2 separate regions of the Gossypium hirsutum genome follow, and region 1 is linked to region 2. Evidence: chromatin contacts called from public Hi-C data. All regions are on one chromosome and are shown on one strand. The core of a region is the stretch at or near the end of the contact, and the rest is flanking DNA. Distances in the headings are between cores, read along the strand shown. Region 1 has its middle 86 kb from the start of LOC107927214. Region 2 holds the start of LOC107927214 (LOB domain-containing protein 41).

What was found. Hi-C and Micro-C count contacts between places; a contact is called where the count stands out from the background.
Region 1: a Hi-C map of leaf shows a contact between it and region 2, with 3 times the contacts expected there. The contact joins the enhancer-like site here to the promoter of LOC107927214 in region 2. A contact is called at or near these places in 7 of 34 Hi-C or Micro-C datasets (fibers, hypocotyl, leaf and 1 more).

What each region holds. Positions count from the first base shown.
Region 1 is chrA12:11,530,536-11,537,587 of Gossypium_hirsutum_v2.1, reverse strand. No RefSeq gene overlaps it. Among protein-coding and RNA genes, the nearest start is that of LOC107927214, 86 kb to the right of the region's middle. Within about 2 kb of position 4,152, at least 4 of the 9 cell types and tissues checked have an H3K27ac peak or open chromatin away from gene starts, as enhancers often do. A contact at or near this core is called in fibers, hypocotyl and leaf, where this site is marked.
Region 2 is chrA12:11,443,227-11,450,253 of Gossypium_hirsutum_v2.1, reverse strand. LOC107927214 (LOB domain-containing protein 41) reads left to right here and starts at 2,322. Exons shown (of 2, transcript XM_016858244.2): 1 at 2,322-2,865; 2 at 2,972-3,996. The coding sequence starts at 2,676. The coding sequence ends at 3,690.

The DNA.
Region 1 (7,052 bases), core at 2,903-5,402, 86 kb before region 2:
ATATTGATAACAGTCCATGAATTCTATAAAATATCAGAATTTTCCATAATTTCAACACTTTTCAATTTAATCCCTAAAACATGTTTTCCCCCGATCTTGAACTAAATTAATAATTTCATTCAATTTTGTAATTTAAATAATAAAATAATCCATTTCATGTAATTTGGTCATTTTTGACATTTTTACAAAATTGCCCATAAAGTTTTATTTTTATTCAATTTAGTCCCTGAGCCTAAAATATGCAAATTAGCCATGCTAGATGAATATTCATACATATTTTTCCTCCTCTTCCTCTCCATTCCACATCCTTAATGTAGATAACACACTTGTAAGTAACATTATCCATAATTTTTATTATTTACTTTTATGAATATTCAAGCTGTCCATCTATGTCATAGTTACTAAATTATTTATATCTGGAGCTCTAGAACTCTAAATTAAGATCTGATAATTTTCCCTGAAACTAGACTCATAAATCTTCTTATCATAAATTTTTTATAATTTTTTGTTCAGTCAATAAGTACAGTTTATTCTTTAAAGTTACCCCTATTCTGCTGTCTGACAGTTGTGACCCTTCTTCACTAAAAATTAATTATATTCTTGTACAAAATTCTAATGATGTTCCCGTTTATTTATATTGAAACTAGACTCATTCAAGATTCTAAAAATATAAATTTAATCCCATAATTATGATTATACAATTTTTTATGAGTTTTCAAAGTCAGAACAGGGGAACCCGAAATCATTCTGATGTTGTCTCACAAAATTTATTATATCTCATGATTTACAAATCTATTGCTTACACCGTTTCTTCTATGAGAAACTAGACTCAGTGAGATTTAATTTCATATTTTTTTCATCTTCTAATTCGATTTATAAAATTTATGGTGATTTTTCAAAGTTAGTCTACTGCTGCTGTCCAATACTGTTTTAGTACAAGATATTAATTACCATGTTATAACATCCTTATTTTCTTTTTCTACACCATTTCTCATCACTTTCTCTTATTTTCTCTTCACTAACATTTCAAGAACATAAGACCTTATGTAAGAAAACTCTACTATAACATTATTTCCATGTTTTATCAATAATAACAAACTTAAAAACATATTGAAATCTTGATATACTTACCTTGTTCTATTGATACTAATCTTTAACTTGATTTTCTCTCTCCTCCAGCTTCTATTTCTTGAATCCAACTTGATATTCTAACTCCCCATGGACTCCTTAACATTTCTCTCTCTTAGTAGCAATGGAAATTCTTTTGATTTCTAGGTGAAAATGGTGAATTTTTGGTGGAAGGACCAAATTGTAAAGAAAAGAAAATTTCTTTCTTTTCCTTCTCTTCTAACGTTGGCTGCATGCATGGAAAGATGATGAAAATTCTTCATCTTTCCTTCCTTTCATACTAAATAATTAATAATAAAATAATAATAAAATATCTCATTAAAATAATATATATCTAATTAAATAATCATAAAATATCATCAACATCATCATTACTTTCTAGATTTCTCTCTCTTCCAATTGACCATTTTGCCCTTTATTATCTTTTAAAATTCCATCCTTGAGTCATCATTTAATTTTGGTAAAATTGCAATTTAGTCCCTCATAGTTCTTTACCTATTCAATTTGGTCCTAATTCATCCATTTTCCTTAGTTTCTAGATCATTCCACTCTTAAAATATTTACACTATTGGTCCTTCAACTTTTTCATATTTACACTTTAACCCCTTAAATTTTGAGTATTTACTCTTGTGCAACAAAACTTTTCTCACTTTTACAATTTAGTCCTTTCTTGAATTAATATATCATAATATACTTCTTAATATTGACATAACTCAAAATTTCCCTTTATGTCACTTTATTTCCTTATTTTACTATATCAAGGATAATATCTTACTGTAAAAATTTTCAGGGTATTACATATATATATGTAACAAATTTGCTCTGAATCTGAATTAAACATTTTGTATGTATCGAAGTAAATCTTTGAACTTGGAAATATTCTATAAGTAAGCATTAATTGAACAAATTTCTTTTACGCACTGAGTTCACAACTCATATTTGTTATTAATTAGATTTCAGGTAGTTTTCAATCTTGAACAGGTCAGTGCCGTGGGAGCTCGGTCAAGCTTTTACCTTTCTTTCAAATGTTATGTTAAGATTTTCGGTAATTTATGATAGTAGAACATTGGGAGATTATATACTAACTAAATAACTAATCTTTATGATGATGAATATTATATGAAACATGGTTTAGTATTATTATGTTACTTGTGTGGTATGTAAGTATTGTCAATGCAACTCTCTAAGCTTGGACTGGACTTCTAGACCGAGTGTATGGTGTTACATAGAATGTGGACTATTAGTTGTTTCTATTAACCCTTTTTCTAATAATTTTTTAATTTGTATATGAAATTCATCTGTATCTTGTTTAGTATAGATCATTGGTTTAACTCTAATAATTTTATTGGGATTTTCTAATGCATATTATATGTTTAGGTTTAATGCCTTAGATGAAGTATGAAGTAAATATAAGAAGGTTATGTACTTTAATGATTGGTTTCTTGCTTGCCAAATAAACTAGCTTGGTGGATAAGTAGGATAACTTTGTACTGTGTATGTGTATGATATTATGGTTTGATGTGGTGATATTAAAGGTCAAATTAGGTAAATTTTGAAATGATTTTATAGTGTATCAGTACGTATAGTCAAATGTATCATATCAAGTAAGTCAGTATGTCCACTGCTATAGTACAAGGTACTTGTATCGATACACGTCCTCACTTGTAATGATACATCTATGCTAGACAAGGTGTCTCTTGTTGCTCTCAAAAATCTATATTTGGTATTGTTTTAAAATGTTTTCATCTTGATTTTAAAGTTTTAAAAACGAATTGGATTATTTGAAATGGTTTAATCTAAATGATCTCATATTTGATTTCTTAATGTATTCAATAAAGTAGGAAGTTATTTTTTGTTACTTCGATAACAAATGTAATATGTCGTATTTCAATCAAGCAATCGGCAATGAAAACACGGAGGGATTGATGAGAAATTTTTCCGTTCAATCACCTATGAAAGTTCAAAAAATTCTAAATTAAATCATTTATTCATTTTATTTTCTTCAAAATAATTATTCTTTTTTTCCTTATTCTTCCTTCTTTATGTTTTGGCCCTGCTTGTTTGCTCTCTGTACCATTTTTTTCTCCGGCCAAGTTCCTCCAACCTTCATCGTCAAAGACCTGCCCATAATGGCCAGTAAACTAAAAGACTCTTTGCCTTCTCTTTTTCGAAATTTTTTGAAATTTTCTTATTTTCTTTCAGATCTGGAACTTATCGATCTGCTTTGCGTCACTTCTCTTTTCTTTTTCATTTTTTTAAAAAATTATTCAACATTTTATTTTTGAAAGAAACAACGAAAAACAACAACAAAACAAAAAAAAAGAAAAAAGAGAGAGAGAAAAGGAAAGTAAAAATAAATCACCCAAATTAAAAAAAGAAGAAGAAGAAGCTGATTTGGGCTTTGAGGCTCAAAATACTTTTATTAAAAAACTTCTTTTAATATTTTAAAGACAAAACTTTATTTTATTTTAAACAAAATTTTGATTATTATTTTTATATAATTATTTAAGAAACATTTGGATATCCAAATGTTCACTCATTTCATGTCAAAGTTTCGAAGAATTAAAATGGATTAAATTAGACATAACTGAAAATTAATTTCAAAATAATTGAAATAAAATTTAATTAAATTATAAATATTTGAAATTTAACTGAGTTTAATCTTGACTCAATTTCATTTTAAAAATAAAAATTAAAATAAAAAAGGAAACACGTGTCCCATCAAAAACCTTGTAACCCAAGTTAAAAAAAAAATGAAGTTGGGGACAAAATTAGGTGGTAGAATAAAAGAAATGATCTGACGTGGAATAGTTGAGCATTAGCTGATAAGCAGTTCCAACTCCCAAATGAAGAACGTTTTACTAGATTTGGAGGTCAACAAATAAAAGAAGCCAAAGCCGAAACCAGACGCAGCTGGGCTGAGCCACCCACCGTTTTTCCATCAAATCCACTAGGGAATAGTAGTGGGAACCCTCCTAAAAACATGGAGCTGCATGATGTCCACGTGGCCATTTAGTTCCACTTTTACGCCAGAAAGTGGCTTCCACGCGCTTCTACCCCATTCTGCATGTGCTTTTGGACTCTTTCCCAAACTAGCACTCTTTGGAATTATCGCTACTTTTCTTTGGAATTATTCCATAATCTTATAAATTGACTTAAATTTTTGAACAATTTAAAGTAATAAAAATAATTCAAACTTTTATAATAATTGATATGGTATAAAATGTTCAATTACTAATGTCTAATAATCGATATAAAATTATGGGAAAAGTAACAGCAATTATTCAATTTTGATCAAAATAATATCAAATTTTGAAAAGTTATAATTTAACCACTAAATTTTATGAAAGCAATAAATCAATCACCTGAATCCATTTTTTGTTATAGACATAACTAGCAGCTAACGTGACCTATTAGGGTGCCACATTAAATATGATCCCACCATCAAAATTTTTTTTAATTTTTATTATTAATTTTCTAAACAAATACAACCAAAACTCTTTTTTGTTTAATATTCTCTTCTCCCTTCTCTGTACTATCAAAATTTTTTCTGTTCTAATGCAACCTAAAAACAACAACAAAAAACCCAAAAATCAACGTTGGACTATTGCGCCGATTTGCCAACGGTGGTCGAAAAACTCTAAATTCTTAACTAGTCTCTTTTGACCCTTTGAACATGAATTTGGAGTCATATTCTCCAAAAATCACCTCGAACTACTCGAATCTATGCTTAAACGTTCAAATTTCTCCTTACCTGATCTCGAAATCTGACTATCGAATCAGTCTGATTCCAAGGTATGTTGTTTTTTGCGAGCTCTTTTACATTCCTACCATTCAAATTTCTGAGATGACTACCCCAGACCTCAAAACTAGCCTCAACGTTCCTCTTATTTCTTTTTTTTTTCTTTATATTTTTTTCTTCTTTCTTTGACTTTGTTTCCTTTCTCTCCGTTGCAGGCTTCCACTTGGTTTTCCTTTGGAGTTATTTTTATTGTTCATTTTTTATTTTTTGTGTTGTTTGTGTGAATTTTTTAGTTGTTGAAGGTGTGGTGAAGATGTGTTTATGGTGGCGATGGTAAATGGAGTGATTATGAGGGTGTTTGGATTTGACAATAGTGGCAATGTATGGCGATTGGTTAATTGGATAGTGGCGGTGATTAGTGTTGAGAGAGGTTGATGATAGTATGATTAAGAGAAAAACAAATTCAAAGTTTTTAATCTTTCTGGAAAAAAAGAAAAAGAAAAAGAGGAGTTGAAAAAGGTTGAAGCGGGAAGTGAAGTTAACAGGGACGATATGGTTGAAGTAGGAAGCGAACATGGCCAGTTTGAAGAGGTTAGTATAATGAGTTCTGAGGCACCCACTGTGATCTCCCTTTCTTCTTATTCTTCTTCTTTTTCTTCTGGCTGGTCATGTCCAATGTGGTTAGTTAACGGAACATGTCACCTGTTCCGTTAGGCCTGTAATGGAAAATGTTAGTGGGTGACTGATTTGTCACTTTTCAATAATGTTAATGATTGTTTTGTTATTTTCGTAAAGTTTAGTGACTAGTTGTAACTTTTCAAAGTTTAGTATCTGTTTTGTTATTTTAATCAGAGTTGAATGACTGTTGGTGTACTTTACCCTAAAATTAAAATAGTAAAATATTAATATTAATTTTTTATTTTTTAAAATTTATTTAATCAATACCAACACAATATCAAATTTCTTGATACAATGTCAAAACTACCCAAAATCTCTCATCAACTCTTATATAGGAGAATAAAGGTGCTTCAACGCTCTCGAATTGACATCTTCCTGTACTAGCAACAATACTGATGCCAATCGAGCTATAGACTTAATCGATAACACATTATCAAATTACCAATTATACTATTTCTTTATATGGTTCAGACTTAATCTTGTAACAATGTTATGTGCTTGTAACTTTTTTTTATACAATATTGAAATGAGATGGGGTAGTATGATTTGAACCCGTGTTAAGCAGATGTCTGATAAGAACTTTAATCAACATATCATACAAGTAAAGACAACATTTTTTTGAAGTTGTAATCTTTTATTTTTCCATGAGAAACTATTGTAATCATAATAATAGCAACAATAAATTACATTAGTAGTCACCCAACTATTAGTAAATTTCTTTTTTAGTAACTTAACTATGAAAAGTTATAAAATGATTATCCAACTATTAGTAAATTTTTGGTCATCCAACTAGGAAAAGTTACAAAATTATCACCCAAACATTCAATTTTGTCTTTTTTTTCTTTGTCATTAGCTGGCCAATAGTGAAAACTTTTAAAATTAGAATAATAACAACTTTAACTCTAAACATTTATAAATTATGTCAATTAATCTTGATTCTAAAAATATTTAAGCCTCAACATTTATAGATTGTGTAAGTTGATCCTTTTTTTTTGGTAGTTTTACTTTTATTTTTGAAGGTTAATTTTAAAAGAATAAAAAAATGAAAATTATTATCTTTTATTTTTGGGAATTTTTCATTTTTTTTTTGTATATTTCCAATCAAATTAGCTGATACATTAATATTTTTTTAGCTTTTTAGGTGAAAGGGCCACAAAGAAAAGCAAAAGTAAAAAATTAAAAAAAAAACACAATATGTAAATGTTGAGGATTAGATTTTTACAATCAAGACTAAATTGGCACTATGATATCCCTAACTAACTATTGAGCTCGGAACAATACCAAGTCGGGTTAGATATACTTGAAAATTTTAGAAATGGATAAAATAAGAATTTTTGAGTGTTAGTATAGAAAGTAGTTAGAGCCGATAGAAAATTAAAAATACTCTTGAAATAAGATAAATAAATTTAGGGTATAGGCTTACTAGTAAGAGAATAAAAAATATTGGGGCAAAAGTAAGAAAATTAAAAAATTGAAATGATTGCATTGAGTTGAAGGAAAAAGG
Region 2 (7,027 bases), core at 1,073-3,572:
TGTTCGGGGATTCCCTAGTCCCCAAACATTTCAGCATAAGATTTCCATTACAATCGGCTGCCCTACCCTACAGAACCAGTCAATATCTCAGAATCAAGAACATAAGAAGTCCATCATTAGTTTTCCCCAAATCCATTTCATTAAAAACTAAAGAAAACTGAGAACTGCGTTGACGCTTCTTTCCCTCTCCAATCTCCATAGGGAAATCCTCCTCTCACAACTCCTTATTCGAATCCATATTCTCTATTCCACTAATACCAGTGTCCAACTTCCCTCCATATTCAGCCCAAGATTCGCTCTCGCTAGACGCAAAAAATCCCTATTTCAAAATAGACCTTATATATTCGCTAACCCCTCAGTTGTCCTTTTACCCAGCGATTTCTACAATTTTTTAATCCGTGGCCTTTCTCCCTTCTCCCGTAACTAAGGACTAGTCACCACCATTGCTCTTTTCGGTATTGTTTTAATCGAAAGATCCCACTCAGATACCAATTTTTTTCCCATTAACGATCTTGGCTGGGCAAAATCTCTCAGATTATCCCAATCAGCCATAAAAAAAAGTAAAATATCGAAAGCTTTTCATATTGGAATCGCGCATAAAAGAACCATTTGTTCTCCAGAATAAGTTTCTTATGCTTCATTAGCGGATTTCTCACATCAATCCTGACACGAATTCGCATATAACCCCCATACCATTTATTCAATGACTTCGCACCATACTAAAATTGCCCCAAAAAAGCCCCCAAATTGCCTAGCCATCATTTCTGACATTAATCCCGTCAGAAGATCATGAATCTAGACCAAAAAATCAACCCGAAACAATGGCACAACCATGAGGTCATCCCCTTCCTTTAATCGATGAAAAAGTAGTAAATGGTTGTTGAACGTTTAGGGACTTCCATCCAAGAACCTGTCAAGATCAATCTCATAGTAAAACTGAAAGAGAAACCGCTTCTCACCCATATAAGTAATCTTAACACCCCCATGAGGGTGCCATAAATTCACCAAAGTGGTGCGCATCGCCTGAAACTGTACAACAGTGGCCATCAAGAAGCTACCCACCACACTCAGATTCACCACCTACTCCCTCACTTCCTCCTTCAGATCTACTTGCCATGCCTCCTCCTCCTCCCTACCAGTAAGTGAAAGCACTGCCAAGCCTTTTTCCATCCTTTAATCATCGCTGTCAATAGCATTCTTTTCGCCTTATCCACCGCAAAAACTACCACTTAGAGATCTATTTTGAATAGAAAACCTTCTATATTTAAGTGTAAAAGAAATTACTGGATGAATATATATTTACTTAGTTTTAATAATTTGGATATTAGTTTTGTTTTGAATGATTAGCTATATTTATTTTATGATATAAAATAATTTAATATCATATAAATTAATATTTTGAAAGAATAAATTGGTTAGAAAGATATAAAATATTTTTTAAAAATTATGAAAATTAAATAAATTATTTTAAAAAAATATAAGAAAAAGAGAAATGTGCAACTTCTTGCAATATTTTTAATATTTTTTTTTAGAATTTAAAAATTAATTAAATACTAAAATGTCATCATGTCATTAAAATGAACAAACAAACCTTTCGATTATTTTTTATAAAAGTAAAATTAAAAAAAAAATTTAAAAAGTTAGAAATGTAAATGAGATTAATAAAGATAACATATAAGTGTATACTAGAAATAAAACCGTATAAGAAAATTGGTTTCTCAAATAAAGAAAAATGATTTCTTTATTTATTCTACTGTAATAGATGATAAGTATGAGCTTAATGCAAATTTCAGAAAAGAAAATATATAAAAGAAACCCCTTCAAAACCGTTGGCTGATGAGCTTGTGAAGCGCCCACAGTCCCAACATTCAAATCCGGAAACCGGTTACCGGTTTTCGCTTTCCCTCTTTTAAAGTGGTTTTTGAATCAACACGAACCTCCCGAAAACCAGGAGCCTTTTTCTATATTATTTTATTCTGTTTTTCTTTAATTAAAATAAAACAGGGGCTCCCACTTCACACCCTCTACCTCATATGTGGCGATTCGACAACACTCTGATGCCTGTACGTGTCTTCCACGCGCTACTCTCTTCCTTTCTCAATTTTTGGACCCATTTGCATGGCATCCCTTACCTTTTTCACCACCTGTCCTTATATTCAAGTATCCGTTTTACCCTTTAGAAAGCAGTAACATATCGAGCGCAAGTGGGGGTAGTTTAGTAAAAATGAGTTGTGCATCGATTTCCCCGAGAGGAGTTACGTTCCGTAAATATTTAGGTTGTCTTACGCAGAAGGGACAGTACATTAAGTACGCCTCCAATGGGGAATTGAAATTGGATTCCTTAATTGGGAGTGAGTTGCACGAGTGAGAGGGTGAGAGTAGTGAAATAGCAAAAGTATTTAAAAACATAGCAGTACCATGTTTTTATTGTTTTTTAAATAAAAATTGATTTATTTTTGAAAGCCAACCTCCTTGAATGTGGAAACCAGCGTTTTGGAAATTAAAACAACTGCGTTCCCCTGGTCCTATACCTGAAAACCCAGCGGCCATTTTTTCGTAAAAGAATATCTCTTATTTTTATATTTTCCTTTTCCGCTTCCCTTAAATACTCCAACTTCCCTCTTTTCTTCAATCCCCCCCCCAAATTTTCTCTTTTCTTTCTCCAACTTCTCAAAATGCGCATGAGTTGTAATGGATGCCGGATTCTTCGTAAGGGCTGCAGTGAAAATTGTAGCATCAGGCCCTGTTTACAATGGATCAAAAGCCCTGAATCCCAAGCAAACGCCACCGTCTTTCTAGCCAAGTTCTATGGCCGTGCTGGCCTTATGAACCTCATCAACGCCGGCCCCGAACACCTCCGCCCTGGTCAGTTTCACTTTCCTTTCACACATCTGCTCTGTTTATTTTTAATTTACATTATTTTTAGATTACTGTCTTTTCTTTCACTGATTTCTTTTCCCTATTTATTCAGCTATTTTTAGGTCGTTATTATACGAGGCTTGTGGTCGGATAGTGAACCCGATATACGGTTCTGTCGGCTTATTATGGTCCGGAAGCTGGCAGCTTTGCCAAGCCGCCGTAGAAGCTGTGCTAAAAGGTGCTCCGATCACTCCGATTGCGTCGGAAGCCGCTGCGAATGGTCAAGGGCCGCCTCTAAAAGCATACGACATTCGTCATGTTTCCAAAGATGAAAACTCTGCAGCCTCTAACGATGTCCAACGAGTTAAGACACGGTGCCGAGTTAAAAGAACTTTGAAGCCGAAGGTGAATAACCCGGTCTTAGAGGAGGAGAACCGCAGCTCGGAACCACCCGAACCGCGGTGTTACGCTGATGAAGGGTTCGAGGGAAACCGGTCGACGAGTCACGAGTCCTCGCTGAGTCACCAATCTGAGTTGGCTGTTATGGATGGGGAAAGTAAAGAAACCTCGAGTATGATCTCAGAGGAAACAGTGGCGGCTTCGCGGCTGTTTCCGGCGGGGCCGGAGCTCGGAGGTAAGGTGTTGGAAGAAAGGACGGTGGAGGGAAGCAGCGAGATTGGGCTGGAGTTGACGCTGGGGTTTAAACCGGTGATGTCACGTGCTTGTCAGGTGGTGGTGCCTGTAAAGAAAAGGAGAGTGGAAGCATACGGCACGTTCGAGGATAGTCAAACGTGTAAGTTTGAGCTGGGTCTTGACTATCCGGCGGCTTAAATGGCTTTTATAAAAGGAAAAACAAAAGGATAGTTTGTTCCCAGTTTTGGCGGCTCGTTTCCGGCTTTTGTTTTATACATAGAAGAGCTGTGGGTTGTTTTTTCTTTTTTTTTTTTTTTTTGTAAGTTCTTTTTGTAATTTTCCTTTTTCCCTTTATGTAAACAAAAGAAATAGTTTACATGAGTAGAAATGGTAAATTTTATAGGGGGAATCATAAAGATTTTATTTCTTTTCAACTTTATTATTTTACCTAATTGGAATTGTATTATGACAATGAATGAACTATACAAAATTTTATAAAACAAACTGGGACCTTGTATTTACTCCTATTTTTGTTATTTATCGTTAAAATAATAATGTGGCATTTCTAAATTTGTATAATAAAATATTTAATTTTCTTACATATTTTTATATAATTCAATAAACTTAATTTTTCACATTTTATATTATAGTAGCAAAGTTGAGTCGAGATTATTTTAATTTGAAAGCAATGTGTCCACAATTTAATTTGACAATTTATATATTTTTATAATTATTTATTTATATAGATTATTTATGTCAAGTTTTAATACTGTACTATTTATTTTATGTAAAAGCTTTTAACTTTAAAATATATTTATATTGTATATAAAACTTTTGATTGAATTTAAACACTAACTTAAATACCATTTTACAACTAATATGATTATCAAAGTATTTTTTAATAATTTATTTAAAAATACAATACTAAAGTAGAAAAGCCTCAACCATTACACAAAGAAAATGTTCCTCTTTTTTTTTTAGTTTAAAAAATAAAATTATAAATATGTTTGTTGTTAAAAAATTTCACCTACACAATAGGTATGATATAATTTAGTATTAATAAAAATAATATTCTAAATCTATTTGATAGATATATTTTGATGGTTTAAAATTATAAATACTTAATAAGTATAATTATATTGAAAAAATTAATATTTGAATTATTAAAATATTAATTATATTAAAAATGATAGAAACGCGTGAAAAAAATCAACACTTGGACTACACTAGTACAATCCTCTCCTTGCATTAATATATTTTTATATTATAATTGAGATAGTATTAAGTACATTTGTAGTGTCTTTTTTATTCCATAAGTAGTTTTAAAATTTGTCATTTTAAATATTTATTTTTTTAATATTTTATTATACTTTATAGAACACTTGTCAACCCCCGATCTTATTTGTGGAGTCTAAAAGTTTCAAGGATAGTGTACTAAATATTTTTTCAATTATAATCATATTTAAAATGTTATATATATTTATATGATTTTCAAAATGGCTTAATAAATTTTATATTTATTCCTCAAAAATATATATTACAAGTAGACTTGATCATGATCTAAGTCACCCGCCTAATCCTGAAGATCCGTCTAAAAATGGGAGGGCTTGGGAAGAATATAGGTTTGAAAAATAGGCTTAGACAAGAAATAAGGCCTATTACCTAAACGGGTCAGGCCTCAAGTAAGTTTTTTTTTGCCCAAGCCCTGCTCGACACGACCCAAATCAACCTAAACTTTCTTTTTTGTTGTTGTTTTTTGCTATCGTTTCTTTGATGTTTTGCTGTCATTTCACTATTATAAATCTTATTTTATTGTTAATTTTGCTACTATTTTAGAGGCATTTACATGCTAAGTTGCAACTATATTAGTTTTATTTAAGTACAAAGACTATTTTTTATTGTATTTTCAATTTGTTGGAAAATATTTGTTTTGACATTTTTATTGTATTTGATGTATTATATTTAAAAAGTTATAGAAAAATAATCTAAAAATAATCAATACAGGCAGGTTGTGTTGGGCTCGGGTTTAACATTTTTAATCTAGGTCATGCTTGGGTCAAATTTTAGGCCCATTTTTAGGGTTGGGCCTAAAATTTTGTATTGGCTCAACCCAGGATCAAGTCTAATTACAAATATGTTATATTTGCACGAAGTTTTTTTTTTCTTATTTAGGTTTTACAAATTTATAAATGTGGAATGTCTATTTTAAAAACTCAAAATTTTGGTTAAAAAATTTGAAGATCAAATTGATAGAATTTAAAAATGTGAATGGTTAAATTTATTGAATTATTTAGAATTAGGATCAAATTAGTAGAATATGTAAGTCTGGAGGACTAAATGTATTATACCAATTAGAAAAAAGTCCACGCCATTATTTATGTTATCAATTTAGCAGCGGGTGACCAAAATAGGAATGAATACAAAGTTTAGTGCCTAAATTGATAATTTTTAAAATCGAGTGACCATAACAAGAACATAGATATAATTGGATGACCATTTGTGCAATTTACCCAAAAAACCTATACAAATTTTGATCAGGTCTTTGTACAAAACTGATCACTCGAAACTCCCAAAGGCATTATATAAGGTGTGATGTCTTGGTACAAAACTGATCACTCGAATCACAAAGAGTCGTGGGATTTGGCTTTAGTTCTAAGATATCATATAAATTACCTTAAAATAATGTAGGTTTTTTGTTGGGTAGAGTGGAAAAACAAGAAAAATGAAAATATGTATTTTTTTTCATTCATGTAATAGTTTATTTTTCAGTGGTGTCGAAAATAATAGTTTCAAGGCCACCAAATCCGACGAGTAAGTTCGTAAATATTATATTTAATATTTACGAGTTAATTGTTACTTTGAAAAGGTTTTTGATATAGTTATTTTTGTTTTATAAACGATTTATTAAGTTTAAGTGGTTTGACCTTAAAGTCAAGTGGTTTTAGAAAATGAGGTATTGGGGCCTCGTTTTTATAAACCAAGCCGTAAATATTTTTATAAATATTTACGAGTGTCATTAAGGTGGTATTAAATTTTCGTTGAAAAATTTTAACGTTTTGATAATTAATTAATTAAAAAAGATTAAATTGTAAAAGATATAAAATTTAATCACTATTTGTTTTGAGTGATTAAATGGTTAATTGAATAAAAGAAAAGGGACTTAAATGGTAATTAAACCATGGTAAAAGTTTCCAAGCGGTGCTATTATGATTGAATGCACTAGCTTTTGGATTAATTGTTCTTTTAGTCCTAATTAGTTTGGGATTAAATTGTAAATAAGTTTATTTAGTTAGAATTTAATTAAATTGAAGCACCAATTGTGAAATTAAACCTTCCTTTGATGGTAATTGTGCCATATATGTATTTGATGGACAAATATGGGCATAGATTTGATGTTTTAAATTAATTATTAATCAAGGGTAATATGGTAATTTAATGAATTAAATTAAATTAAAGTAAAACATTAAAGCTTTCATCTTTATCTTCTTTTCTTTAACCGAATGCTCAAATAAAAAGAAGCCATGGATGAAGTTTC